Regions from separate parts of the Pan troglodytes genome. Here region 2 is linked to region 1. Evidence: chromatin contacts called from public capture Hi-C data. All regions are on one chromosome and are shown on one strand. The core of a region is the stretch at or near the end of the contact, and the rest is flanking DNA. Distances in the headings are between cores, read along the strand shown.

Region 1 (7,213 bases), core at 3,933-6,432:
GAAAGAGCAGCAGGCCCTGCAGACGGGTGAGTGCAGGCAGTAGCCTCTCTGGGCAGGAGCGTCTGAGAGAAGGGCCCAGGCCAGCAGCCAGCAATGCTCTTCTCGCCTCCGGTCAGCATCAGTGTCCTGGCTCCATTAGTCCAGGCCTATGGGTGAAGGCACCAGCTTCAGGGAGCCCCACCTCTTTCTCTCGGGGAGATCCCCTGACACGTGTCTGCAAAACTCACCTGGATGTGTACGGCCAAATCTCTGGCCACAGCTGGGTGGTGTGGAAGTGGGGATGTCCCAAGAGGACAAAAAATTCTCCAACAAGAATCCACTACTGCCCACCAGAAGTGACCCTGGAGCGCTCGATGGGGCAGAGGTAGTGGCCCACCCTAGCAAAGCTCCCAGGAGCCCCTCACTCAGCTGGCCTCTGCAGCCCCAGAGAGCTCCACACTCCTGTGTGTCAGCAGCTTTGCTGACCCTGTCTCTCTTAATCATAACTCTGCTGAGGTGGGATTTGTCAGCTCCATTTTAAAGATGAGCTGTCAGCTCCATGAAATGTCAGCTCCATTTTAAAGATGTGTCAGCAGCAACTGAGGCATAGACAGGTCCTGAACCTGGCTCATACTCACCTGGCTGGTTAGTTGACTCGTGGAAGAGCAAGAGTTGAATGGAGGCAGGCTGCCCAGTGCCAAGCTGGGCCTTGGTGTTCCTGGCTCTGCACTAGCCAGCTGAGGGAGGGTGCACAGAATCACCAAGAACAGGGCCCAGGCGCATGGTAAGGTCATGCCCTCTGGCCAGCATACCTGGCAGCCTATTGTTTCTCACTCCCCATGTTCCTGTCATATAGTCTGCATTTTCCACATACCTCTGATTTACCTACCTTTATGTGACCTCACCTTCCATTCTATGGAGAACACAGACTCACAATACTGATGACTATTTACATGTGAGCCCACTACATTCTGGCACTGTTCTTGATGCTTGATGCACGTTAACTCATTCACAGCACACCCGTGCAGTGGTCCTGTTACTACATCCTCACCCTTATTTTCCACCGAGAAGGACCTTGTGACAGCCGAAAGGAGCAGAGCCTCACTTAGCTCTGCTATGCTGCCCCTCAAGTTATCAGCTGGGAAATCACCTTGACTCCTCAGCAAATCTATAAACCACCCTGTGTCCACAGCCACTCTCTCACCTGTTGCTTTTGTGACCAAGGCCCATCCATCTGCAAGGCCTTCCCTTCCCCGCCTGCCTCCTCAGAAACCCCCAACAGCCTTCTCACCGGGTGGTTTTACACACTCCCTCCCATTCATATGCTTTCCTTCAGCATTCACACTGCCATCCTTCTGCACTCCCACCACAGGGCCTTTGCATGTGCTGTTTGGGCAACCTGAATTGCTCCCCCAAGATCCACCTAATAAATGCCTCCAGCATTATCTTCTCAGGAGTCACTAATCCCTCATCTCAATCAGCTCCTCAGTTATAAGCTCTCCCAGAACAGTGTCCTTTCTTTTATCACATTGACTGCAGTCTGTAATGACACACTCATTTCCTGATTTGTGTCTGCTGCCTCCACTAGACTATAGTAAGCCCTGAGAACACAAGGGCCATGTTTGCTTTTCATTGCCCTTGTCTCTTCCACTACCCTGCCCAGCATAGTGCCTGCCACATAGCAACACTCAGTCAATCTCTGTTGAAGGAAGGACAAACATGTAACTTTGGACAGCTTGCTTGGCATGGCAGGTAGGAAGAGAGTGCTCGAGAAAGGGAGCATCTCCAGAGGTGTTTTTGACTTCATGTAATAGGAAACCTATCAGTGGCTTAAACAAAAAGTAAGTCTGCAAGTAGGTAGTTATAAGTTTTTGTTCAGAAGTTTCACCTCATGGTCTTCAGACGGCTGCCCCAACTCCAGGCATCATGAGTGCATTCAAGGCAAGAAGGAGGAAGAGTAGCCCAACCACATCTGTTTCATTTATAGGGAAAGTAGTCTTCCACTTCCATCTCATTGACAAGAAATCTATCATATGGCCACCTGCAGCTTTAAGAACATCTGAGAATGCAAGAATGTAGCTTTTCCAGCCTCTATAGTGGAGGTGGACAAGAGAGAAGGGATTTGGAGGCAACAGTACCTGGCACAGCGGGTATGTTTAGAATGAGCCCAGTGCCACTCTGAGCCTCAGTTTCCTCATCTGTAAGGTAGGCAGGGTAAACTCTAAGGTCTCTCTCATGTCTAAGCTCTGTGCTGTGCAAAGTCAATGTAACCCAGGCATCAATTGCCACCTGGGGTGAGGTAATGAGGTGGGGACCTCCCTGAAAAAAGTTCATGACATATGGAGGCCCAAAGCATGACATATGAAGGCCCCCATGTCTGCTGATTTCTAGGAAGCTGCTGGGCTTCTTGGGGCCTTCTCCTGTTCATTGTCCTCACAACCCAAAGATCACCTTTTCAATAAACCCACCCAAAGCATTGCAGAGCTCTGTTGACCTAACCAGAGTTGAAGGAATCAGGGGGCAACCTTTCCCTCCTCCAACCAGCACACACATGGGAGGTTCCCACCTGGTACATCTCTGCCAGGCACAAGGAGGCAGAGGTGACCCAGCCAGGGCCCTGCTCCCTGGGAACCTCAATATATTCATGGAATCACTTGAGCCCTTGAAAGCTGTGTAGGAATCAGAGAAGATAAAGAGGGTTGATTCCAAGCAGATGGCAGGGCAGGAGCAGAGGTGTGGAGGACTAGCATAAATCAACAGGATCATGAATAGACAGACCAGAGCAACAAAATGTTGGCAGCAATGATAGTATCACGAGAAGTAGCATTGACTGAGGACTACCTATGTGTTGGAGGGAGGTTCAGGTGAGGGTCCTGGGAAGCAACTCTGAGATGGAGTTTAACCCACAGGAGACTTATCAGGAGATACCCTCAGGATCAACCCCTGTGCTAGGGAAGGGATGGAAGGAAGCAGGAGTGGGCAGAGGGAGAAGTCGAGCTGTACTGTGGTGCCACGAAAGCCTCAGCTGACTTCAGGGAGCCCTGATGACGGGATGACCCTTCAGCACTGTCCTGAGTCGGGGCAAGAAGGCTTATGGGTCAGTCTTGGGTGTAGGCTGCTCTAGAGAGGGGCACGGCCTTGGAAGAGATGGCTGTCTTCTGCTGAGGCAGTCCCTGCAGGAGGCTGAAAGCTGAGGACTTTCTTCCTGCAGCATTCCTGGCAGCCAGGGCAGTGAATCCTTCATCCCCAACAAAAGTCTAGGTAGCACGTCAGTGTTACCAGCAGGAAGGAAAGGCAATGAAGGCCGCTTGGCTAAGCTGCAGGATAGCACGAGGTAGGACAGCTGACTTGGGGCAGAGTCTGTGGGTAGACACCTCTGTAATGCTTCAGGCCCCATGTTTAAAGTCGGTTGTGGTGTCAGATGCCCATGGGGACACTGGGATGCTGTCCATTGATATTTGTTGAGTGAAATGGAAGTAACTGAGTGGGAATGGATAGAGGGGAGTGCAGACATCCCCCAAAGTGGTGGGGTCACCAGCAAGAGGACAAATGCAAACATACACCTGTCTGTCAAGATATTCCTTTCCACAGAAATCTTTAGTAAAAGGTGAACGATTTATATGATCTCAAGAGAAATCAGAGTATGTCTAGATATTTCAGCTAGAAATCAAGCTGAAAATGCAAACTGCAAAACAAAAATAGATTTTATCCTCCTAACTTGACCAAATATGTGCCTTCATCACAACCTTTGGGGCCAGGCTCAAACTGAGAATTTGTGGACACCTCAGAGTCCCTTGCCTGATCGCCGGCCTCTGACCACAGCCTGTGCCCAGCACTTCCTGTCTTCTCTCTTGCAGTCTCAGCTCTATCCTCTCAGCCCCACCCTACCAGCCCTCAGGAGAACTGACCCTGCAAAAGGCACTTGGCAGGCCCTGGAAGCTTGCTTGGGCTGTTTGGGTAGGGATTTGGGGCCCTGGGTACATGAAGTGTGGCCTAGGCTGTAGGTGGGCAGGTGCCCTGGCCCTGCAAGCTGCTTGATCTTAGGGAGGGGCATGGAGGAAGGAGAACCAGAGCAGGTGGCTGTGGCTGGGCTCCCTGGGAAGCTGACTCTGAGACAGAGCTAATTTGTTAGGGTGAGCCCTAGGAGCCACACATGTGGGGGCGGGGGGAAGAGGAAGTGGGCAGAGGGAGAGCTGAGCTGCAGTGCAGGCACCAGGCCAGCCTCTGTGACCCAAGGAGATGGGGTGGGTAAAGGCCAGAAATGACTGAGGTGGAGGCCTGGGAAGGGGTGTCAGCTGGGGCTGGGTGCTTCTGTAGCACAAGGGCTGCCTTTTCTCCCAGCCGCGGGAGCACCAAGACCTCCTGAGTGGGGATCTGGATCTGTACGGCAGTGGCCACCACAGCCAGGTCCTCAAAGTGCATGAACCATCAGGACCCCTTTTGCCTGGGTCTAAGGGGCTGTCAGGACTGATGGGATAAACGGGATGGGATGGAGGACGGTGGGCTTGGCCTGGGCGGTTGGCTCTTTGCCTGGGGAACAGGGGGACCTTCGGTGACAGCCATTTCTCCCCACTCCCAGTCTGCCTGAAGGGGACCAAGGTGCACATGAAATGCTTTCTGGCCTTCACCCAGACGAAGACCTTCCACGAGGCCAGCGAGGACTGCATCTCGCGCGGGGGCACACTGGGCACCCCTCAGACTGGCTCGGAGAACGACGCCCTGTATGAGTACCTGCGCCAGAGCGTGGGCAACGAGGCCGAGATCTGGCTGGGCCTCAACGACATGGCGGCCGAGGGCACCTGGGTGGACATGACCGGCGCCCGCATCGCCTACAAGAACTGGGAGACTGAGATCACCGCGCAACCCGATGGCGGCAAGACCGAGAACTGCGCGGTCCTGTCAGGCGCGGCCAACGGCAAGTGGTTCGACAAGCGCTGCCGCGATCAGCTGCCCTACATCTGCCAGTTCGGGATCGTGTAGCCGGCGGGGCGGGGGCCGTGGGGGGCCTGGAGGAGGGCAGGGGCCGCGGGAGGCCGGGAGGAGGGTGGGGACCTTGCAGCCCCCATCCCCTCCGTGCGCTTGGAGCCTCTTTTTGCAAATAAAGTCGGTGCAGCTTCGCGGAGAGGAGAGGCGCTGCAGTCTGTGCTGTGTCCGCGGGGCGGGGAGGAGGTCCCAGGAGCCGGTTCGAAAGCTCCCTCCGTGATGAAGTAGGCGAGAAGGGAGGAGGTGAAGGAGGGCGAGCTGAGCACACGCGCTTCATGCCACAGGAGGGTGGGAATGAGCGGAGGACTGAGGAGAGGAAGGAGGGAAAGAATAGGGAGATGAAAACGCCCCGGTCTGCTGCTAAGCACAGCACAGTTACCAAAGCCAGGAAACTAACACTGACACGATATTTTATTTACGTTACAGCTCTATTCAAAGCTCCAGGCTTCTTTTTGTAGAATCGTTTCCATCTGCTGGAATCCAGCATCGCCCCCACCCCCCGCCCCATTTCTAGGGGGATGCCCCCACCGCTGACCTCTCCTGCTGTAGATCTATTTCTGGGAGGCACTGACGTGCTGAGTCTTGCTATGGGGTCGGCGGGGAGTGGGGAGCTGGGCCTGCCCACAGGGGAGATGGGCATTCCCCTTCTTCCTCAGGACATCCCAGGAGCCAAATACGACGGCCAGCACTGCCCGACCCGTGCGTCCTTTTCCTTCCCACTCTTCACAGAAAGCTGCTCAGGGGTCCAGGCGCAGGCATTTTAAATACGTTGTCTTATTTCACCTGATCCACCCAGGACAAGCTGTGCTATTATCACCATTTAAAATAAGCAAAGTGAGTTGAAACTCATGGAGGTTTGGGGACTTCCACTGGTCCTGAAGCTGGTAAGTAGCAGAGCCGGGATTTAACCCAGGGCTGTTTCCAAAGGCCTTGGCCTTTCCACCACCACTGCAATGCTTGCTTCGTGTGGCCAGAACGTCACTGAAATAAAACATCAGAGAAGTGGCCCAGTGGTCCTCAGAGGCTGTTGGCCAGCTCTTGGCCTGACCTGGCCCACCCAGCCATCGTGGGCCTGGCTGTAGTGACCCCTCCTGGGGGAGTCTTCCTTATCCTTCAGCCACCGCCAGTGCTCCACTGTCTGGGCTTCTGCAGTAACTGTTTCTCTCTGGTTGTCTTCTAGTGTGTCTCGCCTTCAGTAATAATAAGTGGATGATAGTTTGATTTGATCGATGGAGATGGGGTGGTTGGGGGAGGCAGCTTACAGAGAATTATGTACGTACTTCATGCCAGGCAGCCTGTTCCTCATCATCACAGAAAGCACCTCTTGAAATTCAACAATTTCAACGATTGTTGGAGGAGGTGATGAGATCCATTGGCATAAGCCCAGAAACTGCTTCAGAAGAGTGATGTGGTATGTTCCAGACCCCTCAGCAAGCGAGAGGCAAAGCTTAGACTGAAATCTACATCTTGTAACTCCGAGGCTTGGATTCTTTTCATCCCCCACTCAGCTTCCTAGCGGGATATAGGTGAACAGGGTTTTGTTTTGTTTTGTTTTGTTCTGTTTTTTTGTTTTGTTTTGTTTTTTGTTTTTTGAGACGGAGTCTCCCTCTCTCGCCCAGGCTAGAGTGCAGTGGCACGATCTCGGCTCACTGCAAGCTCCGCCTCCTGGGTTCACGCCATTCTCCTGCCTCAGCCTCCCGAGTAGCTGGGACTACAGGCGCCTGCCACCACGCCCTGCTAATTTTTTGTATTTTTAGTAGAGACGGGGTTTCACCGTGTTAGCCAGGATGGTCTCTATCTCCTGACCTTGTGATCCGCCGGCCGCGGCCTCCCAAAGTGCCGGGATTACAGGCATGAGCCACCAGGCACGGCTGAACAGGGTTTTTTTAAAGTTCCTGAACTGGGTGGCTGCCCACAAGAGGGCACTCATGCCTCTGCGTGTGAGTGTGGAACCTGGTCGACTGCTGTGACACTCTTTGGGAAGACAGTCGGCATTTTCCACTTCCAGCAGCAGGTGGCAGTATGGGCAAGAGTACCATCACCCATCTTTCATCTACCACCCATGTGCTTACATCTGGGCTGCTGAGATCTGCATACTTCGAATTGAGTATACCTGTCCTTCAATCTTGTCTTTACTTAAAATTTTGACATTTTCTTCACCATTTTTTGAACATTAATTCTGATTTTAAAAAAAATTTGCATTCAAATATTATTTCTCTTGCTTACTGAGTTTTGGTATCCCCTTAAATTT
Region 2 (6,910 bases), core at 4,223-6,722, 180 kb after region 1:
GAGATGACGCCCTAGCTTGGCTTTTCTGAGAGCACATCCTTCATAAATCACTTGCACACAAAACTCATCTCAATGTCTGCTTCTGGGAACCCGACCTAAGACAGCCAGTGATACAATTTTAAATGTTAAGATAAATATGAAGAAAATAAGAGGCTCTGTGGATATATTTAGGAATTTAAAGTTGGGTTTTACAGCTTAAGTAAACAAACAAACAAAAAACAGAATCATGTATCTTGACATATCAGTCTGGAGTCAGAACCTTTTTTTTTTTTGAGGCAGAGTCTCACTCTGTCCCCCAGGCTGCCCAAAGTGCTGGGATTACAGGCATGAGCCACTGTGCCTGACCTGGAGTCAGAACTTTAACAGCAGAAAAACAGGAGTGGTACTCCTTTAAATCACGGACGGTCATTCTGTGTTTTTTGGGGAGACTGATGCTAGGTCCCAGTGGTCTCCTGGAGGGGCTGGAACTACCCCAGAGAAAGGAGAGCAGGCTTCTGTCCCTTCTTGCTGCACTTGCAAATAACACAGGTCAGCCCAGGGCCAGAACCTTGGGGCCGCTCCACCGAAGGAGCTGTCCTGTTGCCCCTGATCCTTCCGTCCCAAGCCCAATCCTCACACCAAGGCAAGGTGGGGAGGAGGCAGAGGTTGTGGGGGTGTGGGTGGGTGGGGGTCCTTATGTCCCACAGTACAGGAGCTGGACCAGGAAGATGGAATTTGCTACCCTGAGTGACCATAGAGAGAGTTTCTAGAACCTCAACTTTGCTGGCAGGTTTAGAAAGTGCGCTTGTCCTCCCACTGCTAACAGCTGGGGAAGCGCGTGTGTGTGTGCTGCTCCAACAGCTCAGAAGTCCTGGGAGCTTTTAAAAACTTCCCAATCCAAGTTCTGCCTACTGGGCTCCAGCCTTCCTCAGAAAGACACTTCTGAAGGCAGACTGCTCGGTTCTTCGAAGTAGCTCAGCCAGACCTGACGACACCACTGGCCTGCGGGTAAATTCTCTGCAGGGCCAGCCTGCACCTCCCTGCAAGGGCACCACCTGGTGGCGGGCACTCTGTGGGATGGGCTCTCTCTCTCTCTCTCTGTTGGGGGGGGGGGTGTGTGTGTGTGTGCACGCGTGTGTGTGTTTAGGTGGAGGGTAAAGTGGATGGGGAGGGGATTTACCCTCTGCAGCCTCAGGCTTCCCTGGCAAGCCACTGCCTTGGACATGACATTTGCTGGCTTGGCTGGGGCCCTGTGGCCAGATATCAGAATTTAAGTTCTGCGCTTAGGGCTTGTGCAACCTTAGACATTAAACGTCTCTAAGCCTGTTTCTTATCAGTAAAAGGAAGATCAAAGTACCTAGCTCTTTGGGTTCTTTGTTAAAAATAAGATTATGCTTTGGATTCCTCAGAAATAGATCCTGAGAGATTCAGACGTAAGTAGTTTATTTGAGAAGTGACTCCAGGAAAAACCACTTGGGGAGGGGGATGTGAGCCAGGAGTGGGGAAGAAGATGGCAAGAGTGACTTATCCAGCAAGTGTTTTGCCACTGAGGGCACCTGCACGCCATTCCTCTCAGTAGGACCTTGCCTGAGGGGCGAGGGAGCTGGGGTATTTATCCACAGATTCCCATCAGTCACTGTGGGAGGACCACTCCTGGGGTGCCTTAATGCCTCAGCTGTCTCACTTATTTGACACGTGGGCACAGTGGGCACCAGCAACCAGAGAGGGTCCTCAGATAGATTCAGAAATGATGGCATTCGGAAGTTGGGACAACATGTATGGAAATGGTTAGTGGGGAGGGGGGATGGCTGGGGCACCACCAAAGTCTTCTATATGCATGATTAAAAATTCTCAGAACATAGTAACATTTCAATAAACAATAGCTATTTATAATAGTACACATCAGTGGTCCCCGGCAAAGTGTGACACAGCTGATAACCTAGAGGTAGGTCCAGATAGGCTGTGTGCCATGGGAACGCTAGGCACCAACAGCCCTACAGCAGGTGTTTTGTGTCCCCTCATGTATATATAGGGGAACTGAGGCTCATGGAGCATGAGAGCCTTGTTGAAGGTCATGGGGCCGATCGTGCCAATGTTGGTCTCCTGCGAGCTGTGCTGCTGCTCCCACCAGTCCAGGACTGTAAAGAGTTTTCATTCTGTGTCTGTGTTAAAATGTGCTCTCTCTGAGCCCCACCATGACAGCGCAGAAATTTGTTTCCATCTGTAAAATGTCAAGGCTGAATCTTTTATGTTCTGCCCTGGGTCTGTGCCCGATAATGAACTCCATCCAAGCCCTGTGGCTGCCTCCAGCCCACGAGACTCTTTGGAACAAAACGAATAATTCTCAGTGGCAGGAGAGAGTGAGGGAATGGTTTCATCACTCTTTTCCTGCACGACTCAGACCTGAGAGAAAAGAAGAGGGAATTGGCAGAAATAGAAGGCGGCAGGGACGCTCTCTCACTTGTTCCCTGCAGTCATGCCTGTATGGAATTTGGGAGTTTGCTGGACCAGGGGGGCTGCTTTGGGTCCACTGGGAGCAGAAACCTGGGGTTCCATCACCTGCCTCATGGCGGGGCATCGAGTCTGCTCTCAGCTCTCTTTCCTGAACACCATTGCCACATCTGTCTGTGCTGGTGACGAAAGAGAGAGAAGCCTCAACTGTCTCCTTTGTACTGCACTAGGCCATTCCGCAACTCAAGCAGGAGAAAAACCCAGGAGTGGGGTGGCGTAGGCGGGGCCACCACAAGGAGCCCGTGCATCAGGGGGCGCAGGCTGTTTCTGGATCATTCCACTGGGAAGGGGACAAAACCCATCTTTTATGACCCATGTTCAGTTCTCAGTTGGAGTCAGGTAAGCCTTTCCCTTATTCTTATTATTTTAAAAATGTTTTCTAAAAGTGTGGTATGACATACATAACATGCAATTCTTTTATGTTTGTTTGTTTATCTATTTATTTATTTATTTTGAGATGGAGTTTCGCTCTTGTTGCCCAGGCTGGAGTGCAATGGCGTGATCTTGACTCACCGCAACCTCCACCTTCCGGTTTCAAGCAATTCTCCTGTCTCAGCCTCCCAAGTAGCTGGGATTACAGGCATGTAATCCCACCATGCCTGGCTATTAAATTAATATTTAACCCTTTTAAAGGATATGATTTGGTGGCATTAATTACATCCACAATATTGTGAAACCACCACCACTCTCTGGTTTCAAAAGTTTTTTATCATCCCAAACAGAACCAACTAGGCTATAAGATAGTCCTGGGTGAGCCAGGGCTCCAGTTGGGACATGTGTTTCTGAAGGAGTGTGGAGAGGAAGTAAACTCTTAGGTATATTTTCCTTTAAAATCATGACAACAGTAACTACGGGAGAGGTACTGTTATTATTCCCATTTTACAGAAAAGGAAACTGAGGCCTAGAAAGCAGCTGGCCAGTGCCAGGGCTAGTATTTGAAATAGACTAGTCTGGCCTCACTGGGCACCACCTCCACCCCACCTGGCTGGTCCCACTTCTCACTCCATTCTGCTGGAATCATTCCATGAGCTAAAATGTCTAACGATGTTGGGCCTTTGACTTCCCTCTGAAGGGAATTGGTAGGCTGAGCTGAATCTGCAGGGTTTCGGCCATCTCATCTGGCAAATTAAGTGTGACATGGGGGTTCCGGAATGAGGTGGGTGTGAATTGTAAAGAACACGGGCTTATTTGAGCCTAGAATCGGGCCAGTCATGGATCTACATTGAAAAGGGACTTGGGGAGCTGTATGAGTGGGGCTGGGCCATTCCTGGAGTGGCGAGGCCTTCCTGGAGGATCCCACATCTGTTTGCTGCTTCAGCACAGGAGAGAGACTCTTTGAGGGGATGCAAACCTGGAGAGTCCCCTCCCCACACTGAAGGATCAGAAACGATGGAGGGTCCTTGCCCCAGTGCAGCGGCAGAGCCTGTGGCCCCAGCCCTATGCGGTGCTGGGACTCTCCATTTCAGTGGGGTGGCCAGAGGGGAGGCAGAAGGCCCCGAGAAACCTTTCCTTCCACATCCCCAGGGCCCCAGAGTGAACCAGACTCTAGGTAGTGGGAGAGGGGATGCTTGCAAAAGATCAAGAACAACAGCCCTGAAGATTTTCAACAATCAGTATTAGTAAACCTCACTCATGAAGCACTTTCTATGTGCCAAGGAACACCCTAGGGGTTCTTCATAATTACTCTTCCCAACTCTCTGGCTGCTGGGTAGGTATTATTTTCTCTGTTTTACAGATGAGGAAGAGAATGCCCAGCAAGGTAAAATGGCAGAGCTAAGATGCAAACAAACTCAGGTCTGCGATGCCCAAACCCCTGTTCCTTTCCCTCCTTGTATCTGAAAACTCTTCTTGGCACCAGGGGAGGTGCATCTGGGAGTGGCTGTGTCTGCCTGCATGTTGATGCTGGTGGCGTGCACGTGTGTGGGCCGGGAGGTGGGTCTGTGACATCCTGGGTGAAAGGCAGTGGAGCGAGGGCTTCTCTGGCGTTGCTGATGACTACCTGAATCTCCTGTTTCTCTGGGCCGGCTGTCTAGCAGCCAGGTGGGGACACACATCTCGATCTGTCCTCAGGTGCTCTAAACCGAGGTGAAGGTTCACAAAGCCACCAGAAGAGCTGCTTTTTCCTTGCAGATGCCTATCTGGAGTGGGTGTCACTTGGCGACAGGAATGGCATTTCCCACAGAGGTGTTGGTGGCGCTTAAAACCCGGTTTAGTCAGGCCACACAGGAAATCTGCCCAATGTTTTCTGAGCCTGGGCTGGAAGAGGCCTACAAGGAAACCACAGGAACACACAATTTTTGCTCATAATGCAATTCAACAGACAGTTCTTGAGGGCCTGTGTGGGCACATCTCTGAGACACCAAGATGGTAAAATTCCAGGATTCTCCCCACACCCAGGGAGGACATCCTAGCTGCCCCACTGTGCACTTTGGAGGCACAGCCCTCATTAGATTGCTGTGAGGATTTGGAAGGTCAAGTTCCTGGCATCTACAACCCATGCTAATTTCTTCTCTTCCTTACTTTAGAGCATGATATTCATTGCTAACTGACAAAGAAATCATTTTTAAAATGTAAAACATTTCTTCTTTCTTGTTTACCTCATTGACTTGAAAAAAAATCTTTACTCCATGGCCCTGGTCATTTGAATAGAAAAATGCAAAAATCATAATGATTTTATAGATTATTAGAGCCACGCAAACAGCCAATTTAGACAATCCAGGGCAAAATACATTCTGATATCTTAAGCATCCTCTTTTCTTACTTGTACATGTTTCCCCTTCAAGTCACTCAGAAAAATGAGAGGACTTGGCCTCTGTTTCAGTCTACCTGCTGGAAAAATCCTCGAGGGAAGTGTCTTTGTGGTGGATGTGGTCTGACTTGGCCTGGAAGATGGGGAGGGAAAGTCTGAACACAAAACTGCAGGCCTGCGAGGGACTGGGGCCTTACCTGCCCCAACCCCCTTGTTCTGTAGAGGAGGAGACGGAAGCTCAAGCCACAGCCAAACGGCTCATGCATGGCAGGGCAGGTACTGCAAGCAGGTGTCCTGGGGTCCTGTCCCATGCTATTACCAGCCTGCTGGTGGCCTCAGCAAATTCCCTAATACTGAGGGGCTTCCCTTATAATGCACATACTGGGGAACCAGGACTTTGCACGCAATGACAGATGGCAGGGACTTCTGACCTCATTAGGGAGGGCCAGCATGACAAAGCCAGCTGTACCTCAGTGGGCCCCAGTGCAGGACACCAGAGACAAGACCACCCAGCCAGATCTCCTCGAGACTGGCAAGGCCTGGTGGTCAGCATTGTTGGCCGGAGAGGGAGTTGAAACTTTGATGGGCACATTTAAGCTTCATGTCCTCTGGGCACCCCCCACTCCACCATTGATGGGAATGGCACTGAAGAACACTGTGAGGTCTGCAGTGAATGCTGCAGGAACCCCATCCACATTCCTCTTACAGCTGCTCTGAGTGTAGGCTGCAGACTTCTCCCAGCTGCCTCCCCTTCTAGAGAGCTGGGCCCAGCTAAACGGAAGCTGCCAGGGAGGCTGTGCTGACTCCTCTACCTAGAATTTGACCCGTGATTGGTTAAAGTGGAAATACAAAAGACCAGCCCTTTGTCTCAAGGTGCAGCAACTGTGGTGCACGGCCTGCTCCAGAGGTTCCCCTGGGGTCAGGCTGAAGCCCACATCAGCTGAGACCACGTGCTTGCTTTGCTACTTCCCCTGCCCCATCCTGCTTCCCTCACTCCCCTTCTCCTGAAAGCATGCCCCAATTCATCGCTTGGATGAGACTCTCCATCTCAGGCTCTGCTTCTAGGGAACCCAGTCTAAGTCACGATCCATTCTGGAAGACCTTAACACTTTCCACTGACTGTGAGTGCTGCCGAATACATTTTGACCCATTGGTGGTTCCTGTCCTTGGTGATTCCCCGACCTCTGGCGAGATCTTTTCCTCTCTGGCAAGCCTCTGGATGTTCTGACTTCAGAGGGGTTCTGGCTGCAGCTTTAACTCAGCCATATGTTGTGACAGCTCTTGGAGCAGCATTACACGGGAGCAATATCCTTCCTGCTAATTGGATCTCAGAATTCATTTTCGGACCAAAGACATCAAATAAACCCAGGAAATACGAAGCCGTTCGCAGTTATGACTTGAGACGAATTGAGTTGTTCATCCTCTAAAGTTGTGTTCTGTTCCTTATCAGCCTCATCTGAAATCTCAGACACAAAAGCAGAGATGTTTCTGCCAGGAGGGGCGGGAAGTTCGGTCTGGCTTTGATATGTGTCTGGAGATGATAAACTTGGGAAGGGAAATATAGCAGATCCAATCCTCCCTCCCCCATCTCCATTAGGTCTTTGGCCTTGATAGATTTCAATATCCTGTGCAGCTGATGTCTGACCCACGCATCAAGAATACAGCCTTCAC

The links. Capture Hi-C pulls out chosen DNA fragments and counts their contacts.
Region 2: a contact with region 1 is called in a capture Hi-C map of stem cell-derived neural stem cells, with 6 times the contacts expected there. The contact joins two enhancer-like sites. A contact is called at or near these places in 5 of 7 Hi-C or Micro-C datasets (blood, induced pluripotent stem cells, a lymphoblastoid cell line and 1 more), 1 of 1 datasets of contacts at active chromatin or transcription factors (stem cell-derived excitatory neurons) and 1 of 1 other capture datasets (stem cell-derived neural stem cells).

What each region holds. Positions count from the first base shown.
Region 1 is chr2:49,041,054-49,048,266 of NHGRI_mPanTro3-v2.0_pri, forward strand. It overlaps CLEC3B (C-type lectin domain family 3 member B), which reads left to right. Exons shown (of 2, transcript XM_009445339.4): 2 at 4,559-5,101. The coding sequence ends at 4,959. Among named protein-coding and RNA genes, the nearest start is that of CLEC3B, 8.2 kb to the left of the region's middle. Within about 2 kb of position 5,183, at least 7 of the 24 cell types and tissues checked have an H3K27ac peak or open chromatin away from gene starts, as enhancers often do. A contact at or near this core is called in stem cell-derived neural stem cells, where this site is marked.
Region 2 is chr2:49,221,374-49,228,283 of NHGRI_mPanTro3-v2.0_pri, forward strand. No RefSeq gene overlaps it. Among named protein-coding and RNA genes, the nearest start is that of TMEM158, 13 kb to the right of the region's middle. Within about 2 kb of position 5,473, at least 2 of the 24 cell types and tissues checked have an H3K27ac peak or open chromatin away from gene starts, as enhancers often do. A contact at or near this core is called in stem cell-derived neural stem cells, where this site is marked.